Linked DNA regions of Sus scrofa: region 1 is linked to region 2. Evidence: chromatin contacts called from public HiChIP or PLAC-seq data. All regions are on one chromosome and are shown on one strand. The core of a region is the stretch at or near the end of the contact, and the rest is flanking DNA. Distances in the headings are between cores, read along the strand shown. Region 1 has its middle 20 kb from the start of KCNJ16. Region 2 has its middle 33 kb from the start of KCNJ2.

What was found. HiChIP or PLAC-seq counts read pairs in DNA pulled down with a chosen protein or histone mark.
Region 1: an H3K27ac HiChIP or PLAC-seq map of skeletal muscle shows a contact between it and region 2, with 5 times the contacts expected there. The contact joins two enhancer-like sites. A contact is called at or near these places in 2 of 47 Hi-C or Micro-C datasets (both in embryonic fibroblasts) and 1 of 2 datasets of contacts at active chromatin or transcription factors (skeletal muscle).

Annotation. Positions count from the first base shown.
Region 1 is chr12:10,555,747-10,561,065 of Sscrofa11.1, forward strand. No RefSeq gene overlaps it. Among named protein-coding and RNA genes, the nearest start is that of KCNJ16, 20 kb to the left of the region's middle. Within about 2 kb of position 2,500, at least 4 of the 83 cell types and tissues checked have an H3K27ac peak or open chromatin away from gene starts, as enhancers often do. A contact at or near this core is called in skeletal muscle, where this site is marked.
Region 2 is chr12:10,386,930-10,391,965 of Sscrofa11.1, forward strand. No RefSeq gene overlaps it. Among named protein-coding and RNA genes, the nearest start is that of KCNJ2, 33 kb to the left of the region's middle. Within about 2 kb of position 3,417, at least 20 of the 83 cell types and tissues checked have an H3K27ac peak or open chromatin away from gene starts, as enhancers often do. A contact at or near this core is called in skeletal muscle, where this site is marked.

The sequences.
Region 1 (5,319 bases), core at 1,250-3,749, 170 kb after region 2:
AAGAAAACTTATACACATTCATTAACATTGCATTATCAAGTTTAAATTAAATGGCATTTAAGAAACTCCTCATGTGTCTCCTCCTCTTACTCTATCAAAACCTACTCTTCGGAGACGCCATCGTGCTTCAGTGGATTACAAACTCATCTCGTATCCATGAGGATGCGGGTTTGATCCCTGGCCTTGCTAGTGGGTTAAGGATCTGGCATTGCCATGAGCTCTGGTGTAGGTAGCAGATATGGCTCGGATCCAGCATTGCTGTGGCTGTGGTGTAGGCTGGCAGCTGCAGATCTAATTTGACCCCTAGTCTTAGACTGTTCATTCATACTACGTACAAGAGCCTAAAGAGTGTAAAATGGATGCCTCCCAGAAAGACTTTAACTTTAGAGGTAAACAAACTATTACAGTCAGTGTATAAATCTCTACCAGATGGAACTTCAGTCTAACCTAAAGAGTAGGAGGAATATTCTGGTCAACAGAAAGATAAGATATAGTTATCTTAGGTTACCTTCCAATGTTTCAGAACATTATTTTTTCTGTTTTCAGATGACCATTTGTTAAAAACCAAGGAAGCTCCCCAAATGGGGCTTGACCTCTGCCAGAGATTAGTTATCTAACTCAAAAAATTTACTTCACTCCTCTAACCTATTTCTGTTTTATTTTTTCTCCAAAATGAAAGAAATTAGATTTAAACTAATCTTTCCTACCCTTCTTTGTTCTAAGCTGCTAAATCTAATAGGTCTATATTTCTCTAACACTCTTCATGCAAATTAGTTCATTAGCAAATATAATTTGTGCATGTTTGACTTTTTCCTATTGTAGGTGTTCCTATGAGTAATCTGTAAATAAGAAGAAATGTGAAAAAAAAGTGAGTTACGTCAGAATAACCACTTGGGAATTGAAATGCCTTCTTCATTAATTGTTCAGTGGTTAGGAGATGTGGGAAAACTTCCTTTTTTGATTCAGGGAGAGACTGACCAGAGGACCTTAACTATGTGAAGTTTCATCAGCAGACATCAGGTTTAGTTGGATCACACACATGGTGGACATAGTCAACAAGGATGGAGAGAGGGTAAGGCTTCTGAAAAGGAAGGGAAATATAAAATCTCCACCAGAGTCTGGAGATGAGAACAGGCTCTCTGCTCTTAGGCCACTGTTATAAAATTCTGAATAGGAATTCTGTACCACAGCTGTTAACAGAGAACTGAAATACAACTGTGACAAGCAATGGAGAAGCAGCTGTTCATTCTCTGTGTCAGTTACACAGGAGGAATGGGCTTGGCAGCAGAGCAAAAGTGGCTTAATTGAAAGAAAAATTGCCAAAGGAGGGACTCAATTAGACAGGGGCATAGGAAACTCTAAGAGGTCATGGAATCTACTTTTCTGAGAGTTGAAAACTGGTTAAAATTTTCTCTGCCTGGTGTGTTATCTGAAGGCAGGAAGGTGTCCCAGTTAATCTCTTACAGACTCTTGTGGGGAATATTCTCATGTCTGTCCCATTTTTTGTATGTTTCTCCTCCAGATATATCTACATAGGTATTGCGTACTTAACTGATACGTTGTTGTTGTTGTTTTTAACTTTCCTTGCAGGTAACTCTTCCTCCTTCTGCTGTGGACTAATGTGAAGAGAAAACTAGAGGGAAGTCAGAGCGCATCCTAAAGGTTCTGCCCAAGGTGAGATCTCTCCACGGGAGACAAAAACTCAAAACGTGCAACTTTTCCAATCAAGTTTACAAAGCCTTCTCTTTCATCCTCGTAATTCCTGGCTAAAACCTACTGACGGAGAATACTATTAGAGAGTACTATTATGCACACTCTACAATAGATCTGAACTCCAGGCGACGACATGTCAGGGGATTTTCACCAAGAGCCATGAGCGCCTGGTCTGTCTCCCTAGAAGAGCTGGTCCCTCAGGATCGTCAGGTGGTTCTAAGAAGTTTGTTGCCTGTGCTCAGCTAGCAGCCGCTCCAGCTCTGGATGACCTGCCTGCCTGCTTGCTTTCTATCAAAGGCAAGCATTTTGATTCTGTCCAAATTCAGAAAGCAAACCCAGGAGTCCCAGGTTAAAGACAACAGTCCTGTTAACCGACGGGACAGACATGTTAATACACTGGAAACATGCTATTTAAATTCAGACGAGTCAAACAGGATGGCCTTTTGTCACTGACCAAATTGTTAAATTGGTGTCTTGGCAGGAGCCTTTTAGACTTTGCTGAAGAGTCCCTGGATCCAAACCTCTGTGGTATTAAAACAAACAGAGTAAATATTTTCCTTGCAGTTTACATCCCAGATCTAAATATTTCCAAGCATGTCAAACTCACTTTTCTCCACCACTCCCTGCAGGGGCCATGTAGACTTCGGCTGCCAGAGAACCCAGTTGAACTTGCCTTGGGAGGGGCTCCATCCCTGAAGACAGGCAAAGCTCAGAGTGGCCGGCCAGAAGCCCAGTGTCTTGCAGCTGTGCTGTAGGGCTTGGCAGCGGCAGCCTGTGCAGTAGCAGGTGTGCAATCTGCTGATTTCTCCAGACAGGGCGGGAGGGACGCTCTGTCCCTGCTGTCTGCTCCCTTTGCCTAACCCTCTGCCATTTCCCTGTTGCCTATTCACAGATAAGCACAAGCACCTGCCCGGGTGGGGGGTGGGGGAAGCCTGCCTTTCCTTTCGCTGGCTTTCACCATCCAAGCCATTCTGCTAGTGTCCTCACTTGCGGGCTGTCACTTAAGCTAGTTCCATCTGTAAAAGAACACGAGTCCTCAGAAGAACCTAACAAAGAGGCCTGGCAGACTCTTTCTTTCTCCCCATCTCCCCTGTTTCATACTTCTGTGCTTTCAGTCCCAGATGTAGTGGAAGTTCCCTTAGAAAAAGAAAACAGAGAATCACAATGGAGTATAAGTGCCATTTCAGCCAGTATTCCTTTAGACCGTGTAGCATCCTGGGGACTTATTCTGAAAGTGTCAGTGCTCTGCTTTTTAAGGAAGTGTTTCTTTTGCAGGTGCTGACAGCACATTCTCAAACTGCCGTAACAACGTAATTTCACTGAACTCAACCGGGAAATAAGGAACCTAACTGTAGGCACCCATACCCTTGTCTTTGGTCTCAGAGAGGAACTCCCAAGTAGAGGATACAGATAACTCCTGCCTTTAAAGAGAGCACTCCTGTTTACCTGGAGTTACCTAGTGTGAGTGAGCACCAGGCTGCACCACCCGGACCCCTCTTCCCTGAAGAATTGCTGCTCTTTGGCTGCTAAGAGTGCTGTGAACTGATGGCCAAGCTGTCAGCCACTTTAAGAATGGCCTCAGTTGCAAAGAGCCACCTTGCCTATGGTCCATCCCCTTCCCAGGGGGCCCACATCCAGTAACTGATTGATAAAGAAATAGGTCCTCTTGACATCAACCCAACCTGAGACAACTCTAAAGGGTCATTCTAGCTCCAGACCGCCCATGGGGTCTCCAAGGCTGCTGTTGGGGTCAGCGTCTTACTCTCCATAGTCTGCCTCCTTCTTCTCCCTCTTTATTTATTTACTTATTTTTTGACTTTTTGTCTTTTTAGGGCCGCACCCACGGCATATGGAGGTTCCCAGGCTAGGGGTCTCTTCAGAGCTGTTTCTGCTGGCCTACGCCAGAGCCACAGCAACGCCAGATCCTTAACCTCCTGAGCGAGGCCAGGGATCAAACCTGCAACCTCATGGTTCCTAGTCGGATTCAATTCCACTGCACCATGACAGGAACTCCATTCTACCTTTGTTGTTGTTGTCTTCTCCCTCTTCAGGTGTTGATCCCAAGAGTACCTGTAATAAACATCTTAACCTCTAATTTCCACCTCAGTATCTGCTTGCCAGAGAACCCAAAATTGGCCACATAGGCTCAAACTCAGCCCATCTGGGGGGAACTCATTTCTGTGTTTGATGAAAGCAGTTGATCAATCAATTTTGAAATTCTGATAATTGATATGTTAAGCAACATCCATAGGAAATTCAGCAAAGAATAACACTGGAGTTCCCTTGTGGCACAGTGGGTTAAGGATCCAGCTTTGTCAATGCAATGGTTCAGGATGCAGTTGTGGCAAGAGTTCAGTCCCTGGCCTGGGAACTTCCACATGCCAAAAAAGAAACGAAAAGAAAGGAAGGAAGAAAATAATAATATCTACACTTATCTATCATGGCAAGAGTCTAGAGTCTGGTAGGGAAGATAGCATGAACATATGAAAAGGTAACCCATGTATTATCTAATAATTGATAACTGTCAAGGATTACATGACATTGGGATTTATCAGAAGGGAATATTGATTTTAGGACAAAATAGTTGCTGGCTGATGTGGGGTCATCAAGGATATAGCAATGCACCATTACCTGCAGGCACTTCTTCTTTTGTGAAAGTTAATTTGTCAGTATAAAAAGAAGCCCTCACGTGCAAATGAGCTTGATGCCAAAGAACCTTTCTGCTTCTTCATGCCTTGTAATGAAGCTACCAGACAACTCACAACAGCCACAGGTAAAAAACATATTTCCGTAAAGACTTTTGCTGTGAGATTCGCCCTACTTGGCCCCCTTCTTCCCGGTTGCTGAGGTTCCCAGAGCTTCTCAGCTTTTCCCATCTAAGCTCTACGGCATTGGCATCCGTAAAAGGCGCCCTGCCCTTCTTGTTGGGCTGGTTTGCAGGCTCGGAGCTGCCAATTCAAATCGCCAAAGAGAGTTCTTGATCTTGTCCTGATTCATCTTATTTTTGCATGCTTTCCTCAGTTGACCCTGCTTTTCCTGGCATCCTCGTGGTCTCCATTTCTACTCCTAAATTCTCACCTCCATTTTGCTCCCTCTGGATTTTATCACCCTCTGTGAACTCCCAGATTCTATCTAGAACTAAAAGGATTTGCTCTCTCTTTGTATAAAATCACAGTCCAACATGAAGGCTAAGGGCACAATTATTTATTAACTGTGTGACTTTGGAAAAATTCTTTAATACCACTCATCTTTCAGTAGTCTCATTTATAAAAAGCAGACACTGATTCCTACTTTCCATAGATGATAATGATAACGATTAACCATGAACTGGCTTGGAAGCAAGTTTCCTGGGAAGAAGTAAAAACAAAGCACAAACACAAAATCCCAGCCCAATCATGATAATTTATCAAGTGTTTTCTATATGCCAGGCACCATGCAATGCTTTATCATAATATACAACCTTCCAGTAGAAATTCCAAGGAACTAAATGACAAGAAGTTGTGCCAGTTGGTGCTAAAAATATGACTTGGCTTTTGCTGCTCTAATTTGATCCCAGATGTAATCTGGAACCACTTCTCCTCCATTCTTGCACTTGATCATCTCTCC
Region 2 (5,036 bases), core at 2,167-4,666:
ATCATGACCAGCAAACACATGAAAAAATGCTCAACATCACTGATTATAAGAGAAATGCAAATCAAAACAACCATGAGATACCACCTCACACCAGTCAGAATGGCCATCATTAATAAGTCCACAAATAACAAGTGCTGGAGGGGCTGTGGAGAAAAGGGAACCCTCCTGCACTGCTGGTGGGAATGTAAACTGGTACAGCCACTATGGAGAAGAGTTTGGAGATACCTTAGAAATCTATACATAGAACTTCCATATGGCCCCACAATCCCACTCTTGGGCATATATCCGGACAAAACTCTACTTAAAAGAGACACATGCACCTGCATGTTCATTGCAGCAATATTCACAATAGCCAGGACATGGAAACAACCCAAATGTCCATCAACAGATGACTGGATTCGGAAGAGGTGGTATATATACACAATGGAATACTACTCAGCCATAAAAAAGAATGACATAATGCCATTTGCAGCAACATGGATGGAACTAGAGAATCTCATACTGAGTGAAATGAGCCAGAAAGACAAAGACAAATACCATATGATATCACTTATAACTGGAATCTAATATCCAGCACAAATGAACATCTCCACAGAAAAGAAAATCATGGACTTGGAAAATAGACTTGTGGTTGCCTGATGGGAAAGGGAGGGAGTGGGAGGGATCAGGATCTTGGGCTTATCAGACACAACTTAGAATAGATTTACAAGGAGATCCTGCTGAGTAGCATTGAGAACTATGTCTAGATACTCATGTTGCAACAGAAGAAAGGGTGGGGGAAAAAATGTATACATGTAAGGATAACTTGATCCCCTTGCTGTACAGTGGGGAAAAAATAAATTAAAAAAAAAAAAGAAAAGAAACCAAGAATCAGAAACTCCAGCTAAGTTGCTTCACATTGCACAATTAATGAGCCAAGCCAAGTGTTGGCAGCCCAGGGCTTGGGGCTCTCTCAGCTTGGGCTCCTTTCCTTGGTCTTGCCTCAGAAATGAACCACATCCATTCAGTGTTTGCTTCATCACACTGCTCATGGTGTTTGCTTCTTCCCTAAGGCTGGCCCTGCTGGAGGACCATTTCTGCTTCCAACGTGAAAGGCTTGGTGGCTGGGTCAGTAAGCAGGGATATGATCCCTTGTCTGTTAGCATTGCCCTGGAAAGGGGTTGAGAATTTTCTGTAATTTTTTTGGAGCATAGTTGATTTACCATGCAGTGTTCATTTCTGCTGTATAGCAAAGTGATTTGGCCGTACATATAGAAACATCCATTCCCATATAGGTTATCACAGAATGTTAGGAAGAGTTCCCTATGCTATACAGCAGGTCCCCATTGACCATCCATTCTATATAAAATAGTGTGTATATGCCATCCCAAGCTCCCAGTCCTTCCCTCCCCACCCACCCCTTCCCCTTTGGTAATAGCAAGTTTTTTTTCAAAGTCTGTGAAGTGTTTCTATTTTGTAAGTTTATTTGTATTATTTTTTTAGATTCCACATATAAGTGATACCATAGCTGTCTCTCTCTGTCTGACTTACTTCACTTAGTATGATAATCTCTAAGGTTCATCCATGTTGCTACACATGCCATCATTTCATTCTTTTTTATGGCTGAGTAGTATTCCATTGTCTATATGTACCATATCTTCTTTATCCATTCTTCTGTTGATGGACATTTCAGTGGCTTCCATGTCTTGGTATTGTAAATACTGCTGCTATGAACACTGGGGTGCATATATTCTTTGAATTATGGCTTTCTCCAAAGAGACGCCCAGGAGTGGAATTGCTGGATCACATGGTAATTCTACGTTTAGTTTTCTGAGGAACCCCCATACTGTTTTTCATACTTATACCAATTTGTATTCTCACCAACCATGTAGGAAGGTTCCCTTTGGGTGAGACTTTTTTAAATGCCCTCATTTTGTTTACATTTCAGAGAAGATGAAGCTCATTCATCATTTTTCTTACCAGCTGTTTCCCACATTGTTTTCCTTGCCCACACTCTAGCCTTTCTAAAAAAATTAATGACCAATTAACAGTTCTGTTCAGAAGCACTTCTAGAAAATAATGGGCTTCTGTTTAGCAAAGGGTCTTTTTTTTTTCTTCTTTTTTAGGGCCACACCCAGGCATATGGGGGTTCCTAGGCTAGAGGTCGACTCAGACCTGTAGCTGCCAACCTGTACCACAGCCACAGCCGTGCCAGATCCAAGCCATGTCTGTGACCTATACCACAATTCCTGGCAACACCAGATCTTTAACCCACTGAGCAAGGCCAGAGATCGCACCTACGTCCTCATGGATACGAGTCAGATTCGTTTCTACGGAGCCACGGCAGAAACTCCCCAGCAAAGGGTCCTGCAGTGATCACTTTTCCCATTTAATGATTACAAATGGAAACTGTGTCAACCTCCAGCAGCATCAGGACTGATTGTGGCCTCTGCTGATTCTGGAGAGCCCTGGTCCTTCGTAGCTGTGATTTCTTCCTCTGCTGCCCCTCCATGGCTTTGTCTCTGTCGGCAGATGAACTTTCCCTTGGGTATAAAATGGATTCTGACTGGATGAGCTGATGTCCCTTTGGTGTTCTGAAGAATCTTTGATTCTGGAATTGGTAGCGACTGGCAGAGGCTACCACTTACCTTAACTCTACCCCTGTGGCCTCCCTTGAAAAGCGGGTATCAAACAGCATCGAGAGGCAGCACAGCACGCAAGAAGTAATTGCTCGCCAACGCGTACTTCTAATGCAAACAGAGAGCCTTTAGCCACAGTGCATGGGACTGGAGCATTTTATGTGAAAATGTGAAGTTTTCTGATCACTTTCTGTAAAGAAGTTTTCACAGGGTCTGAACCTCTTGGGGCTCTTTCTATCTCAAGTTCAAGTTACTTAGATAGTGATGAAGAATGTTTTATAGGCCCCAGTGGTAAATGATAGACTAGAGAAAAAGCATTCTTGGGCTATGGAATGCAGCAAAACTTAATCTCTCTGTTTGGCTTTTCATCCACCGGGCTTGCTGAAAACTTTAAATGATTAACCTTTCTCTCTTCAGCCTGCAAGGTCTCCAAAGTTTCCATCGAGAGCCTGACATCAGAGATCACCCAGCTCAGGGGGTCTTAATTATTTAGAAGACCCTCAATCTCAGTCTAGTGGCTTTTTCTTGGGATGATAGACAGACTCTAGACCCAGGATCCTTTTCCTTTGCAGTATTTATAAAGCAGAATAAATCAATGAGACCAAACAGCAAAAGGCAATCGTTTATTTTTAAATATCCCCTGCTAAGTGGTTGAATGGTTAGATTCCTTATAGTTGGTCGGCAACTCAGAGTCTACTAAACTTTGAAACATTCAGCCATGTTGACCTAAGCTTCCAAACTCTGTATAAAAGATCCCAAACCACAGGCCTGGACATGCCCCAAGGAAAGGAGCAGAGGGTGACATGATGTAGCAAGATGCTGCTTGCCCTCGTCCAAATCTCATGACCCAACCACACAGCCCTAACAGGATCATGTTAAGTTGCTTTAGTAAACTAAGAGCCGTGAAAGAGGAACTTGGGAATTGACTGGGACATAAGGTTTTTCTTACTGAAGAAAAGCTCCAAAGCCATGCAGACGAATGACGGTGTCCAGGCAACACTGGGCTTCTGCCTCTTCAGGAAAATGTCCCTGTAGGAGGGCTTGCTTGCCCTCTGGCCACAGAATTATCAGAGCAGCGTCTCAGTTACCCACTTTCATTTTCAAAGGTCTCCCATCCAAAAGAGCCTTTGCTGAGAATTTGCCAAGAGCCTCCCTCCTGCTTTATCGGTGTTCCTCCTCTTTGCATTCTGCGTGCGGTACTCAAAAATTTTTTCTCCAGAGTAAGGGTCATACTGCTCCTTTAAAAATGAAAGTGAGAGGGAGAGGGAGGCGAGACAGGGAAAGCAGCCACACTAAATTTAGAATTGGGGTAGGGCTTGGTGATTTACAGAGTACCAAGGGTGTGGAAGGGAGGTTTCTAGAAGTCCACAGGCTAAGCTTGGCTTCCAAAAGAACTCAGGGGCTTATACACATGCCTCCCAGAACATTCAGAAGAGAAGAATCGATGCCTGTGACAGATGGAACTCATGGAATATTTTAAACTGGGTCGAATTTGGTGCCCCATCACTAACAAGAGTGGTCCAGAGAACCTGCTTGGCACGTATCCTTCCAAGGAGTTAGGTGTGAATATTTAATATGAAACCTGGGTTCAGAGCCCACGTGGGTGAACTCGGGCAGTTTGGTCTCCCCCGGAGGTCCTGAGACACAGCATCAGTGGAGTTTTGCTTTTCTGCCCAAGCTGTGCAGTGCTTGCTGGCCTGAGTCTCTGCGGCTTTCAGGTCACTAGTGCTAGTGACAGTCCCATTAAAACAGGGCATGTAATTCTGCAGGAGGGAAGGAAGAAGATAAAGAGAAACCTGGCAGTAGGCCTGGTCAATCCTCTTATCAGGGTCACTCAGCCCTCAGCGTCTCGGAGGGATTTCCAGGCCAAAAGTCATTCTTTTGTATTTGTTTTATAATCATAGTGGCACTTCCTCAACTCCCCCATAAAACATGTGCTTTCCACAGAGACCAACTCCATCAAATGTCATTTCCAAGTTCAAGTTGGACATAACCAGCTCATCTTTTTTTCCTTCCCGGGCTCTGTTTCCTAGGTAATCCCCTCCAGATACATGGTTCACTCTGTCAGTTTGAAATCATATTGATTGTCACCCCTGCACAAGTCTGGAGATGTGCAGTATTTCCTACTTGTCCAATTTCCCTTGTAAGGAGTGTTCTCGATTCTTAATTTCAAGAGATGGCTGCAGGAACTTCTGCTACCACATTCGAGGTCTGGGTGAGGAGGAGGAATGAACACAGGGGGTAATAACACACATTTATTGGTGTCGCTTATGGTAGAAAAAAAGTTCCTACACCCGATGCACATGACCCGAAGAGTTAAATAGAACATTTTCAAGTGAACACATGCCCCAGCCCAGCGAAGTCCACCCCAGATAAAAAGCTTTTTAAAGGTCACATCCAGAGTGTTCTGCAAGCATC